Regions from separate parts of the Mus musculus genome. Here all the other regions are linked to region 2. A link is a contact called in public HiChIP or PLAC-seq data. All regions are on one chromosome and are shown on one strand. The core of a region is the stretch at or near the end of the contact, and the rest is flanking DNA. Distances in the headings are between cores, read along the strand shown.

Region 1 (4,582 bases), core at 1,356-3,855, 260 kb after region 2:
AGCTACAGTGTCAGGTGCTTCTTCTCTCTTTCTTTCTTTCTTCCTTCCTTCCTTCCTTCCTTTCTTTTTTTGAGACAGGCTCTCTCTACATAGCCCTGGCTGTCCAGGACTCACTATGGAGACGATGCTGGCCTCAAATGCACAGAGGTCTACATGCCTCTGCCTCCCAAGTACTGGGATCAAAAGTATGCACTACTGGCTCCATCAGATAAATTTCTAAGCAAGCAACAAGTACGTTCTGAACAAACCACAAACATGAAGTCATTTTTTTAGGAGGGATTAGGAAGTGTGTGTGATCTAGCTAAGGGATTCCCAGTTGGCTCTTTGCCCCACACTTATAGATCAAGATGTGAGCCTTCAGCTACTTCAGTGCATGCCTGTGTGCTGCCACACCCCACCATGATGGTCAAGGACTCTGAAACTGGAAGCCTCAAATAAGCTTTCTCTTCTATCAGTTGCCTTGGTCACGGTATCTTATCACAGCAATAGAAAAGGAACTAAGCTAAGTCCTATGACATTTCCAGCACACAATTTAATGCAGTACCAGAGTTATGCACTGCAGGCAGGTGTGACGTCTGCTGAGGCATGCTAAGATGGACATCTGCACAGCGCACCAGCGTCCTCCCTGGAAACCACACTGAATCAGCCACACAGGAATAAGAAGGGCAGTCCTGAAGACAACATGAAATCCCAGGGAAGACAGAAAATGAGCTGTATCTGAGGATGTCTGAGCCCAGCACAGACGGCCTGGGAGTTGGCTGCGGTGACAGGTGAGGAGAAGTACTGACATCATGCCCTTCCTCCCCACTGAGCAGCCTGGTGGCTCTCCCGGGCTCTAGGCCACCCTTGAGCTCCAGGTATTACATCCTTCCTTCTATGTCCACCCCGACTCCTGTAGGAAGGAACTCAAGGACAAATAAGACTCTTAAAGTACACAGAGCACAGGACGTGTGCACACCGTCACACATGAAGACGCTGGAATAGCACAGTAATAAGTACATGAAACAGGAGCAGGACATTAATCTCCAAGGGGAGTGAAGCAGTGTGGCAGATACGACAGTGCAGAAGGAAGACCCACACACGTACACAAGCTTGATGGAAGAGGAAGCCAGTCCAGCTTGGTGGGAAAGGACAGACTACTTAGTGACTACAGTGGTAAAAAAAACCATGGGGGGGGGGGGGCTGGAGAGATGTCTCGGTCATTAAGAGCACTGAATGCTCTTCTGAAGGTCCTGAGTTCAAATCCCAGCAACCACATGGTGGCTCACAACCATCTGTAACAAGATCTGACTCCCTCTTCTGGAGTGTCTGAAGACACTACAATGTACTTATACACAATAAATAAATAAATCTTAAAAACAATCCTCTGGAACCGACACCTAGAAGAGAGTAAAGCAGCCGCACAGTGGTGGTGCACACCTTTGATCCCAGCGATTGGAAGGCAGAAGCAGGTAGAGAGAATCTCTTGTGCAATGTATGGAAGGATCACCTGTCAATAAAATGCTGTTGGTCTATTAGCTTAGGCAGGAAATAGTGAGGTGGAAGGTCCGGTACAGAGAGAGGAATTCTGGGATAGTGAGGTGTGGGGGGTGTTGGGGGGTGTTGGGGGTTGGGGAGATATACACCCTGGAACACTGAAGGGGACTGTAGCATGTAACCAAGGAGAGGTAACCAAGCACAAGGCAGGATTTAGAATACAATAAATGGGTAGTTAAGTTATGAGCTAGCTGGGGAACAAGCCAAAGCTATCGGCCTAGGCACTGAAACCCTAAATCTCAGTGTCATTCTTTTGTGAACTTGAGTGTGGGTGGAAAAGCTCGAGGTTACAGGCAGTGGATCTCTGAGTTTGAGGCCAGCTTGGTCTACAGAGGGAGTTCCAGGAAGCCAGGGTTGCACAGAGAAACCCTGTCTTGAGAAACCAACTCCTCCCTCTAAAAAAAGAAAGAAAGGAAAAGAGGAGGAGGGGGAGGAGGAGGAGGAGGGAAGTAAAGCTGGGCTCACTATCTTCGATTCACTTTCGGGCGATTCCAGATGAGCTCGGCTGTGAATGAAACTTGCCTTGTGACCTGGGATCACAAAGGGCCCCTAGGACCCAAGCAGCATGGCCCCAAAGATGAAATTAGATGGTGGGGCTCTATCACAGTCAAAACTTTCATTCAACAACACACACTGCTGACTAGCCTAATGACCATAATGACTGGAGACAAGACTTGCATGTGTAGCCAGACAAGGAACACAGAAGACTTTTGCTCATGTAGAACAGCTAGACAATGAGAAAATCCAATACGTAAGCAATAGAAGCCTGCAATGAGAGTCCCCAGTGGGGACACTGAGAAGACAGACTACCCCAACAGTTTATACACACCAGACTGGCTCACATCAAGAGGCCACTTATAGTGAGAGGATGGTGACAGAGCTCAGCTCCCAGACAAAGTAGAAAGTGGTGCAGCCACGAGGTGGGCAATCTGACAACATTCAAGGAAACTTTCAAAGGACAGGTCCCTAGGAGAGCTCAGAAGTAGGAGACAAGGCTATTCCAGTACTCTGCAGTAGCATATAGACTGCAGCTGGCAACTGCATGTACTCCTGTCTCTCAGGACAGCAGAGGAACCCATGAGGATGCAGCCCATGGAACATGGAGGTGTGGCTAAAATCAGCCATCAGGATGCAGACAGCAGAACAGCTGATGGGAAAAGTGTCACTAATTTATATTTTTTCCAGATAGGGTTTCCCTGTTCAGCCCTGGCTGTCCTCACTAAGTAAATCAAACTGGCCTCGAACTCACAGAGATCTACCTGCTTCTGCCTCTCAAGTGCTGGGATTAAACATGTGCACCACTACCTGGCAGTGTCACTGATTTTAAACAGTTATATCTGCAGACAACACTTTCTATACATTTAAAACATACATAAAACAAAAACCAAGCGAACCGCAGACATTACTTACGAGAATATACAAATGTCCCAAACAATATATTCAGCATATTGGGGTGACTTTCTGTGGTTGAGAAGTGGGCGAGGGACAGGAAGTAGTGGGGGATGGTCAGTTGGGAAAGGAGCACGAATAGAGAGATGATGAGACCATACACAGCCTGACGTACACTGGGCTTCTTGTTTATCTCCTGGGTACTTTCCTGTTCTGGTGACTCCTCACTGAAGGTCAAAAGGGAAGCCATTGCCAGAGCAGTCTACTATTGAATGGCAGTGGCTTTTCCCAGAATACAACACTGCCCACTGGAAAAGGCCACACTCACATCCTGGCCAGTTTGACTTTCGGTCCTCAATTAAACACCCATGCTGGGACAATGAAAGGCTCGGAAGTCACGACGACCCAGCCTTGATTGATTTGGCCCTGATGACCTTCATCTCTGAAGTGGCACAGCTCCACCTCCCCTGAAAAGCAGCCAACCTGCAAGCACTGCCTCTCACCCTGCATCCAGCACTGCTTGCTCCCACTCTGGGTGCACAGCATATAAACCTGAGAGGAGAGACAAGCACCAGCAGGAAGCCCTGGCCTCCAGCCCCAGCTCAGTCAGGTAAGTGTCTATCTCTCACTTCCACTCTCTGGGCCTCAGTACATTTATGTGACAAAGATGTCTCATTCTTCTCAGCCCTAGCAAGCGTCTTAAACACCTCCTACATGTAAAATACATACTTCCAGTCTACCAGCATTCACTGGCTGTTACATGGGATGCCTTAATTTGCATCTTTTTGGATATGTACACATCCACTCACAGTTAAAAACATGACTGGCACAAAATAGATCAGCCCTCTTAACCACCATCTTAGAAAAGGGAGCCGAGGCAGTGACACTGCCACTGCTGAGTAAAAGCAAAGGAAACACCTGGGAGTGTGGGCAAGCGAGCAGGTCCACGAGTACTCACTGCACAGCATCCTGGTGCAAAGACAGACGTGAGAGGCTCGGCAGGAAGAAGGGCAATTACCATTGCTCCAGGGCTGCAGCTGAGGAACAGGCATGGTGAAGAGGGGCAACTGGAGGTCACAGGCAAGGTGTGCCTGGGACAGAGTCGTGCGTGGTGCACAGTGCAGGCCAGAGGACAACTTGCCGGAGTCAGGTCAGTTTTCTCCTCTATCATGTGGAACCAGGGCACTGAACTCAGGTCATCAGGCTAGGTAGCAAGGGCTTTTACCCACTAAATGATCCTGACAGCATGGAACATCCTTTTAAAAGGACCCATATCCAAGACTCTTGAGTGTCCATTAAAATGCAATCAAGACACCCAGGGCTTCAGCTTCTGCCCCGGTGCTCCAGGGAGAGGTGTCTGGGGCACTTGATTATCATGTGAGTCTTGGGTAACATGGTTTTGCATATCCCAAGTCTAGAGGCCTTTTAATGTAAAAATGTCTTACACTATTTTGTTCTAAGATTTCTGGGCAAGGAGACAGAATTCATACCTACACAGCCACGTCCCTCAGCAACAGAGAGGGTTTTGGGACAAGGGTCCTGGTGAAAGGCAGATGGATTCCAAATGGGTTTTTCCCAGAGTCAAGCTCCTGGCGGTCAACAGAGAGAGTCCAGGGAGGCTCTCGGCCGATGCTTCAGAGCTGGAAGCTTTAAGCTT
Region 2 (4,566 bases), core at 1,222-3,721:
GCCTGCCTGCCCGTAGCCACTCGATTGTGGGCACAGGCTCTCCAGTGGCCCGGCATCGCAGTTCCACATCCACTCCGGACCTCACTGTCACGTCCTGAGGCTCCACCTGGAACACTGGGGCACCTGAGGGAGGAGTGGGGCAGGTTTTAGGGAGAGTCTTGTCTATTCCACTGATCTGTGCTCATTTAGAAAACACCAGAAGGTGGGAAGGATGTGAGAGCCACACACATTCCTGCCCCACAGCTGGTGGCCTCTTCACTGCCTTACACATGAGGGACATGCTTTTCCCAGGAGACCACCGTTATGTGCCAACACTGCTGCTTTTCCTCCATGATGCTGCCTCACATTTGATGGTGCCCTCCACTCCCACTCCAAGATGATATCACTAAGAACTTGGGATGTGGCTCAGTAAGAGTACTAGCTATGCAAGCATGAGGACCTGAATTCAGATTCTCACCACCTATGTTTAAGATGCCAGGTGTGCACTCCACGGGTACTTATTCTCTACACTTTAATCAGACAAAAGTGAGACATCCATACTGCCCCCACACCCCCACTCCAAGGCTCAGGGACCATCACAGAACACAGGGCAGAAAGTCTGTAAGGGCCAGAAGTCAGGGAGAGCCAGAGTAAACATGTGTTCTGGATTTGACAGGACTGCTGAGGTCATAAGCTTTCACCAGTCCTCGGTTGCTTCTAAGACCCCAATGGGATCAAACCATTCAATATTTGAACACAGACCCAGGGTGAGTTTACAAGCCCCCTCCCCCAGGAGCTGTTGACAGCTGATGGCTTCTAGAGAATAAGTTTTCTTTAAAGATGTGGCCCCAGTAGGACGATCTTGCTCCATCAGGTGGCCCCATACCCCACTCCCAGGACTATAGTATACGTATGGCACAAATTAGACTCTGTGGCGTATAAAAAGCAAAAAGAACACTGGGCAGTGGTGGTGCACGCCTTTAATCCCAGCACTTGGGAGGCAGAGGCAGGAGGATTTCTGAGTTCAAGGTCAGCCTGATCTACAGAGTGAGTTCCAGGACAGCCAGGGCTACACAGAGAAACCCTGTCTTGAAAAACCAAACCAAAACAAACCAAAACAAAAAAACTCCACAAAAACAAAACAAAACAACAACAACAACAAAAACCACAAAACAAAACAAAAAGAACACAAAGTTAGGAGTGGGTGGGAAGGTGATCTCAGAGGAGTTAGCAGGAGGAGCGGGGGAACATGATTAAGACACATTGGATCAAATTCTCAAAGAATTAAAGTGTTATTTTAAAAAGCACCAGTCATGGCAGTGCCTGCCTGTAACTGTAACCCAGCGCTGTGGAGGGCAGAGAAAAGAGGATTGTCGGGGCTTGCTGCCTGCCAGTATAGCTCCAGTTTCAGTAACAGACCCTGTCTGAAGGGGATAAAGAGCTAGACTCCTGAGAACTTCCTGAGGGTCTCAGCTCACTACAGCCAGTTCTACGAAAGCTGTGTGCTGTGTGACCTCACAACTCAGCTGTGGGATTCATCCCAACAGAAATGCAGGTGTGCTCCTCAGCAATATGAATCTCCCTGCCAAGCTGCTCAAAATCCCCCAAACTGGAAAGAATCCACTGGGGAGCACGGAAGCAACATCAGCAATGTGACAGCATGGACGGTGTCACAGTGCTGTGTGAAGGACCGGAGCGGTAACACGGTCCCAGTCATAGCTTCTTTCTGCTTTTAGTGGAGCTGGAGGTAGAACCCTGGGCCACAACATACTCAACTAGAGAAGTGCTCTGCCACCAAGCTTGTCCTAGCACCTGGATTCCATTTAGATGAAGGTCAAGGGCTGGAGAGAGAGTTCTCACACATAAAATAAAACGTTTTACATCTTAAAAAATTAGAATGAAACAAGAGTGTGGAAGCACCCGGCAGCCATGGCTGAGTAAAGCGGTCCTCCACAAGCCCTCCTCCCTCAGAAAGTATGAAACTTCAGCGGAATTGACAAATATTATTTCAGGGCCCAAGAAGATAGCCAAAGATCCGACGACACACAACAGATTTCCAGAACCGTGGCTGACAACAGTGTCAGCCTGCTGGACTGCCCAGGGCTCTGCTTACCCTGCTCCTCACCCCCATCCCACATGGCATCCCCACAGGCCAGCTGCGAAAGCCACTAGCTTTCTATAACCAGGGCCCCCCTGCAAGTCGGTGGCAGAGGAGACAATTCCAGGGGCTGAAGTACACAGGGGAAGAAAACCGGAGGAGTCAAATGGCCACTCCAGAGCCTGGCTGAGGAGTCCAGAGAACCTGGCAGAACTTTAACAACAGCAAGGAGGGTGTGGAGGAGACGTGGGCTGGCCGCTCCCTTCAGCTCTGGTAGAGGGAAAGATGTGGGTAGAGGAAGACCAGAGATGGATGATCAGTGACCCACTCTACAGCCACCTGAGGCTGAAATTCAGCTCCAGGTCTTCTGTCATGCTTACAATGTCTGATGAAGTAGTTTCAGACCTTCTGGCTGCTGAGTCATATGTCTGTGCTCTCTCCTGTGTGGGCTGGCTGTCACTGTGCCTTCAGGCTGATCATTTCCTGGTTCCTGATTGAGCCAGAGAGTTCCCATTGCAGCTGAAACAGCATGACTCCAGCAGCGTGTAATGGATGTGGTCTCGCACCAGCCTCCCTCCTCCACGGGGAGAGAAGACATAGCCAGCACTGTCAGGCCTGCTCGTCGCAGGCCTCTGTTGACACCCTAGAACACTAGAGGGGCTCAGCACCATAGTTGGGCAGCTGGGGTCTTCAGGATTCCCAGTAGGGCTCCCACTAACCGTAGAGAGAGGGTTCCCTCATGAGAGAAGTGGGGCTAGTCCTGTGTCCTCATTAGGCCTGACCCTGGGGACAGTGATGGTCCCTGTTCAGGGTATCAGGGAACTCATCTATGCATGGTGCAGGCTGTACATAGTGATTCCCACGGAAACTGGAGCAAGATGACTGTCCTAGCAATTTATCTTCCTGCCTCATCCTCTGCTCATTCTTTCCCTGGTTTAAAATTTTAATTTAAATTACATTCATTTATTTAGGGGCTGGAGAGATGGCTCAGTGGTCAAGGCTGCAAACTGTTCCTGCAGAGGGATGGGTTTGGTTCCCAGAATTCACACGACTCATAACTGCCTGTAAACTCCCACTCTGGACTCTACAGCCCCTTTACTGTACACACACACACACACACACACACACACACACACACACACACACAGAGTTAAATGTTTAAAATATATTTTGTGTGTGTGATGTGTGTTGTATGTTGTGTGATGGTAGTGGTGATGGTGAATGTGTACATGTTGTCTGTTGTGTGTGTGTGTGTGTTGTGCATGTATATGTGTGTGTGTTGTGTGGTGGTAGTGGTGAGAGTGCATGTGTATATGTTGTATGTGTATTTACTGTGTGCGCGCGCATGTGCGTGAGTGTGCTTATGTGTGTGTGTGTGTGTGTGTGTGTGTGTGTATGTAGGTTCCACCACACAGGTCCTAGCAATTGAACTCAGACTATCATCTCCATGGCAACCCACCTTTACCCCCTGAGCCATCTCCTCCATCCTACAGTCTTTCTTTTGGTTGGAGAAAAGAGAAGGAGCTTTTGTTGGGCTTCCTGTCGGTTATGTTTTGTGAGATCATAGCTATAACTCTCAGCCGCACCTGACAGTCAGTAGAGGTGCCCACGGCCTGGGCCTGGGCCTGGGCCTGGGCCTGAGAGCCTCAGTCTCCCTTACTATTCCCTTCAGGTTTTTTTTTTTTTTTCTGCTGCCATATGAAGGTTTCTGGCTGTTCTGAGTAAGCATGGGACACACTCAGCTTCGTCTATTATCAGGTCTACCCCATCCTTCACAAAAGAGCCTGACAAACTGAGAATAAAGGGAGCCCTGGGCAGGACAGACAGTTGTCCTCACATCAGACAGACAGGATGGATGCTCTCCACCAAAACTGTAGTTAGGTAGGCTGGTGAGGACGGTGGCTTTCTAGGGTGGCTGCTGAGTCAGCAAGCAGGGTGAGGCACAGTCGCCAAAGGATGGACAGGAAAGAAGAGAACTCTGTTCATATGTGACACACGGAAGAGCCCACTCCGGGACAACCCTGCAGAAGCTACGTGAAATCCACCAGAATTCAAAACCAAGCTGTCAGCCAGGAGGTGGTGACGCACGCCTTTGGTCCCAGCATTCGGGAGGCAGAGGCAGGTAGATCTCAGAATTCAAGGCCAGCCTGGTCTACAGAGTGAGTTCTAGGACAGCCAGGGCCACAGAGAAAGCCTGTCTTGAAAAACCAAAAAACCAAACAACAACAAAACAAGCTAGTGAGGCCACAGGGCATAATATCAAGTTATAAAAACCCAGGGCGGGCTGAGGAGAAGTGCAGAGCCTCAGGATTGATACATTACATCAGCCTCAGGCCCAGCATTCCTCTGGTGAGATCAGCTAGAAGCCTGCAGGCCAGTCAGCCTAGAGTTTACAAGACAGAGAGAGAACCAACTCCCCAAATTTGTTCTCTGACTTCCAAGGGCTGGGCCTATAGCCGCCCCGGCCTGTAGCTCACCCTCAGCAGGCC
Region 3 (4,281 bases), core at 1,279-3,778, 320 kb before region 2:
TCCTAGGTGCTCAGCAGGCTGAGGCAAGAAAATGCCAAGTGCAAAGCCTGTCTCTTTACGTTTACAGATTATTGAGTTCACAGCCTGACTGGACAACTTGGCAAGTCCGTCTCAAAATTCAAAAGTTGGCAAGGGCCTATGGGTGTAGTTCAAGGCCCTGGCTTCCAATACCCAACATTCATTCTCTCTCTCTCTCTCTCTCTCTCTCTCTCTCTCTCTCTCTCTCTCTCCCTCCCTCCCTCTCTCTCTCTCTCTCCACCCCCTCTCCCCCTTTCTCTCTCTCTGTGCAATTCCCTGGAGCCAGATAGCACAAGTTCAAATCCTGGGACTACCACCTGCTGATTCTGTCATCTCAGAGATGTCACCTAACCTTTTTTGGTGCCTCAGTTTCTTATCTACAAGATGAGATAATCAGGGCCACCATAAGAAGTCAGAAAGTGAGGGCATGTGGAATGCAGACAATGCTTGGCCCACTAAGGCCATCTAACTGCTGCTGCTGTCTGTGCTGACCAGGCCTTCTCTGCACAGCAGCAGGGAGCATGCATTTGGTAATAATGGAAAATTCACCATACTCAATTCTCTTCCTGGCCTGTGAGGCCCAGGCCTCTGGGTGGGTGTCATGAACTGATTGATTGATTTAGGATGTAAGCAAGAAATGAAGGCCCAGATTACTTCCCCAGATTCTGGCAACAGCTCTCTTCCCCAGAGACAGACAGCACTTCCGTCTTCAAGACATAATTACACCGAGGCTAGCTTGATTCCGTCAGCTACACAACAAGAATTCCGTCTACCTTTTTGAACTCAGTGAACAGAAAGAGCTCCTAGAGAGACACCTTCCTGGAGAAGGCCTACAAAACCCAAGTGAGGACAGCACTCCTTTGGAACTTGGCAATGCTAGAATTCACCTTAAGGATTATGCTGGAATAAGAATGGATTTTTTCCCCCTTCTAAAACAAGAATTAAACCAACAGCTCTGCACTAAATCCCACATTACCCCAGGAACAAGCTGATACCTTAGCAAAGCTGTGACATGCCCCAACTCTGCAGTTACAAAAGTCCATTCATCTCCGCCTCCAGCGGCTCAAAATGGAGATAGTGCCTCTCACTAACTGGATACAGATGGGGAGGAGAAATGTGCGGAGAGTGTGGAGCAACTTGGAAAAAATAAGCAACGCATTAACTGAGGATGATTCTGGCCGCTCAGATGCCAACTCTGGGGACAAATAAACCATCTCCCTCCCTCTAAGTGGTAGGCCCTGAGCTCATGCCATCCACACCAAGCTCCTCTCAGGAATCCAGGCCCTGAAATCCCCGGAGGGGCTGAAATCTTACTGTGACTTATAGCGAAGTCCCTTATACTCCCTTCTAGCAAAGGGAGAACATCCTCTACCCGAGCTGGGCACCTAAGTCTGAGCTGGGTCATGTGGGGCCCTGTAGGTCTTTGAGTCAAAGACTTGGAAGGGGGGTCGGGGAAGCAGGTTAGATATTGAAAAGCCTTCAATTCTTTACAATTCAAAACAGTAGAAATCCAAATTGCTCTGAAGAAAACTTTACATTTTTACTCCTATCTTAACTCTTACATGAAACAGCCAGAAAAGCCAGGGCACCACACATCTGTGAGTGCTTCTGCCCTTCTGAAGAAGGCAGCAGTCCCCACAAAGGTCAGCTATACTCTAACAGGCCTGGCCACAGCCGAGTCCCCAGCACTCACCACTCACCCTTTTCCCTTGCCATCCTTTTAGACCCAAACACTAAAGACAACAGGAAGGAGGCATGGAATTGGAGGAGCAGGGTAAAGCAGGCAAAAGCAACAGGCTCCTGGCTCTAAGTTTATGCAAAGAACAAAACATGAGGGGCTCCCTCACCAAGCATCAAACTGGAAGCTCTCAAAACTCCTGGAAATACAAGCAAAACCATTCTTTCTCTTCTAAAAAGAGACAATCCCCAAGACCTCTTCATGGTCTGCAGAAAGGTGGGGGTGGGGGTGGAAAGTTCACATGAAATTCTGTACCCATAAATGGTAGAGCGGGATCCCTTTGTACGCGGCACTTGGTGTAGGTCCACCTTTGTGACATACAATTCCCAGTTGGCAGTGGAAACACCACAACGTGGGCTCACAAGGACCTTAAGGCCTGTGGCACTGACTTTTTCAAACTTTCTGGGCAGGAGCCACACTATGCGCTTGGGCCCCGCCAGCGCCAAAGCCGCGGCTCTCTCTCTCTTTCTGGAAGTCCGAATGAGCCACCAGCACCCGCAGAGGCCTCAGAGGGAGAAGACTGGGGACCTAGAACACACAGGGCACGGGCGGGCAGGACAGTCCTGGTGGGCCCCGCGCCCAGGCCAGGATTTACCTTCCAGGTAGCAGCTGGAGGACGAAGAGAGCCCCTTCTTGGATTTGCAGCCCACCAACTTCAAACAGATCTCCAACATGGTCCCGTGGCCACGGCGAAGGCCCCACCACCCCGGGCCCCCAGCCCCGCCAGGCCGCGCTCCCAGCAGGCCCGCGCCCAGGCCCGCGTCCCGCCTCCCGCCTCCCGCCTAGGCCGGTAACAAAGGGCCCAGCGCCCCGCCCCAGCCGTCCCTTAACCCCTTCCAGGCCAAGGGAAGGCTCCACGCCCTCCCCAGCTGCGTAGCTGCGCTGGCGTAGCCCCTGCCCCTGCCGCGTGTCCGGGAAGGTCGGTGGAAATGCAAATTCCTCTCAAGTTACCAGGACTGGTCTCGGGGAGCGACTGTGATTAAACCTAAAGTGGGTATCTGAGGAATGTGAACAGTCAGGGCTGGAACCCACAGGAATACCGAATACCGGACGCGGGTCCAACCACCCATTTAGACCTGGAGTTGTGAGTTTAAGCTTAGGGAAATGTCTCTATGGTGCGTGTTCATTGTGGGCTGGAATGGCGGTCCTTCCTGACCTCATTTTTACAAGAATTTCCCCTGTTTTTGGTGCCACAGGTAATGTTTGAATCCATTTCACGGTGAGTTTTTGTTTTCCTAAACGCTAGCTCGAGGTTACCAACAAGATTTTAACTAAGCAATGGTCACAGCAGTGGACTACTGGCACTAAGTTGGTGGGAAACAAGGACCCCAACTACAACAAATCTAATAAAAACTCACCCAAGTTCCAATGACAAGGGAAAAATAAACTTATGAAATAATGTCACATAACTAAAAGTCTGGTCCCCATCCTTGCACTTGAAGAGCTGACTGTCCCAGGATGGTTCTCTGAGAAGTGCTCCATGTGCCTTGGTACCCAGAGGGTGCGTGCACCTAATCCTGTGAGGAAAGTTATATCATGACCCAGATTCTTCATGTGAGAACAGACACTCCAGAAGGTCACATGGTGGAAACCAGAAGACTCAACTCAGTCAGGGTCTGCCTGGTTCCAAAGTTTGGTCTCTTGGCTTCTAAGCAGACTGTACCGGATAGCTAGATCCATGACAAAAGTTATCACCTGCCGGGCGTGGTGGCCCACGCCTTTAATCCCAGCACTCAGAAGGCAGAGGCAGGTGGATCTCTGAGTTCGAGGCCAGCCTGGTCTACAGAGTGAGTTCCAGGACAGCCAGGGCTATACAGAGAAACCCTGTCTCGAAAAGCAAAAGAAAAAAAAAAAAAAAACAGTGCCATGACTGTGCCTGTGACAGGCCTCTCAGCCAGGATGTCACACACTTTTCGTGCTAATCAACCCAAAAATGTGTCTGTGCCAAAAATGTGTCTGAAGCCAAGTGGACCTACTTTGCTGCCAGAACAGGCCTCACAAGTACCCAGGGGACTTTCAGAACTCACGCCATTCAATCTCCTGGAGAAAAGGACCAGAGTGCCCAGGAGGCAAGGGTACCAACTGGATACTTTCCTGATCCTGGGAGACCATTTTCTGTGAGAGCCCACATGCTGACTAGCGCTGTCTTGATCCTGCCAACCTCTCCATGATTCCATGATGCCGACCGTAACACTGAGGGGGTGCCACCAGTACACAAATGATGCCGACCGTAACACTGAGGGGTGCCACCAGTACACAAATGCTGCCGACCGTAACACTGAGGGGTGCCACCAGTACACAAATGATGCCGACCGTAACACTGAGGGGTGCCACCAGTACACAAATGATGCCGACCGTAACACTGAGAGGGTGCCACCAGTACACAAATGCTGCCGACCGTAACACTGAGGGGTGCCACCAGTACACAAATGCTGCCGACCGTAACACTGAGGGGTGCCACCAGTACACAAATGATGCCGACTGTAACACTGAGGGGGTGCCACCAGTACACAAATGATGCCAAC

The links. HiChIP or PLAC-seq counts read pairs in DNA pulled down with a chosen protein or histone mark.
Region 1: a contact with region 2 is called in an H3K27ac HiChIP or PLAC-seq map of bone marrow-derived dendritic cells, with 2.1 times the contacts expected there. The contact joins two enhancer-like sites. A contact is called at or near these places in 3 of 115 datasets of contacts at active chromatin or transcription factors (bone marrow-derived dendritic cells and embryonic stem cells) and 2 of 9 other capture datasets (adipose tissue and embryonic stem cells).
Region 3: an H3K27ac HiChIP or PLAC-seq map of bone marrow-derived dendritic cells shows a contact between it and region 2, with 2.1 times the contacts expected there. The contact joins the promoter of Abl1 here to the enhancer-like site in region 2. A contact is called at or near these places in 2 of 484 Hi-C or Micro-C datasets (CD8 T cells and the N1E-115 cell line) and 6 of 115 datasets of contacts at active chromatin or transcription factors (bone marrow-derived dendritic cells, bone marrow-derived macrophages, craniofacial prominence and 3 more).

Annotation. Positions count from the first base shown.
Region 1 is chr2:31,178,949-31,183,530 of GRCm38.p6, reverse strand. The region is part of intron 9 of Gpr107 (G protein-coupled receptor 107); the gene reads right to left. Among named protein-coding and RNA genes, the nearest start is that of Gm22516, 8.5 kb to the left of the region's middle. Within about 2 kb of position 2,605, at least 38 of the 459 cell types and tissues checked have an H3K27ac peak or open chromatin away from gene starts, as enhancers often do. A contact at or near this core is called in bone marrow-derived dendritic cells, where this site is marked.
Region 2 is chr2:31,440,631-31,445,196 of GRCm38.p6, reverse strand. It overlaps Hmcn2 (hemicentin 2), which reads right to left. Exons shown (of 98, transcript NM_001370902.1): 86 at 1-123. Among named protein-coding and RNA genes, the nearest start is that of Ass1, 27 kb to the left of the region's middle. Within about 2 kb of position 2,471, at least 141 of the 459 cell types and tissues checked have an H3K27ac peak or open chromatin away from gene starts, as enhancers often do. A contact at or near this core is called in CD8 T cells, the N1E-115 cell line, bone marrow-derived dendritic cells and 2 more, where this site is marked.
Region 3 is chr2:31,758,186-31,762,466 of GRCm38.p6, reverse strand. Abl1 (c-abl oncogene 1, non-receptor tyrosine kinase) reads right to left here and starts at 2,528. Exons shown (of 11, transcript NM_009594.4): 1 at 2,352-2,528. The coding sequence starts at 2,430.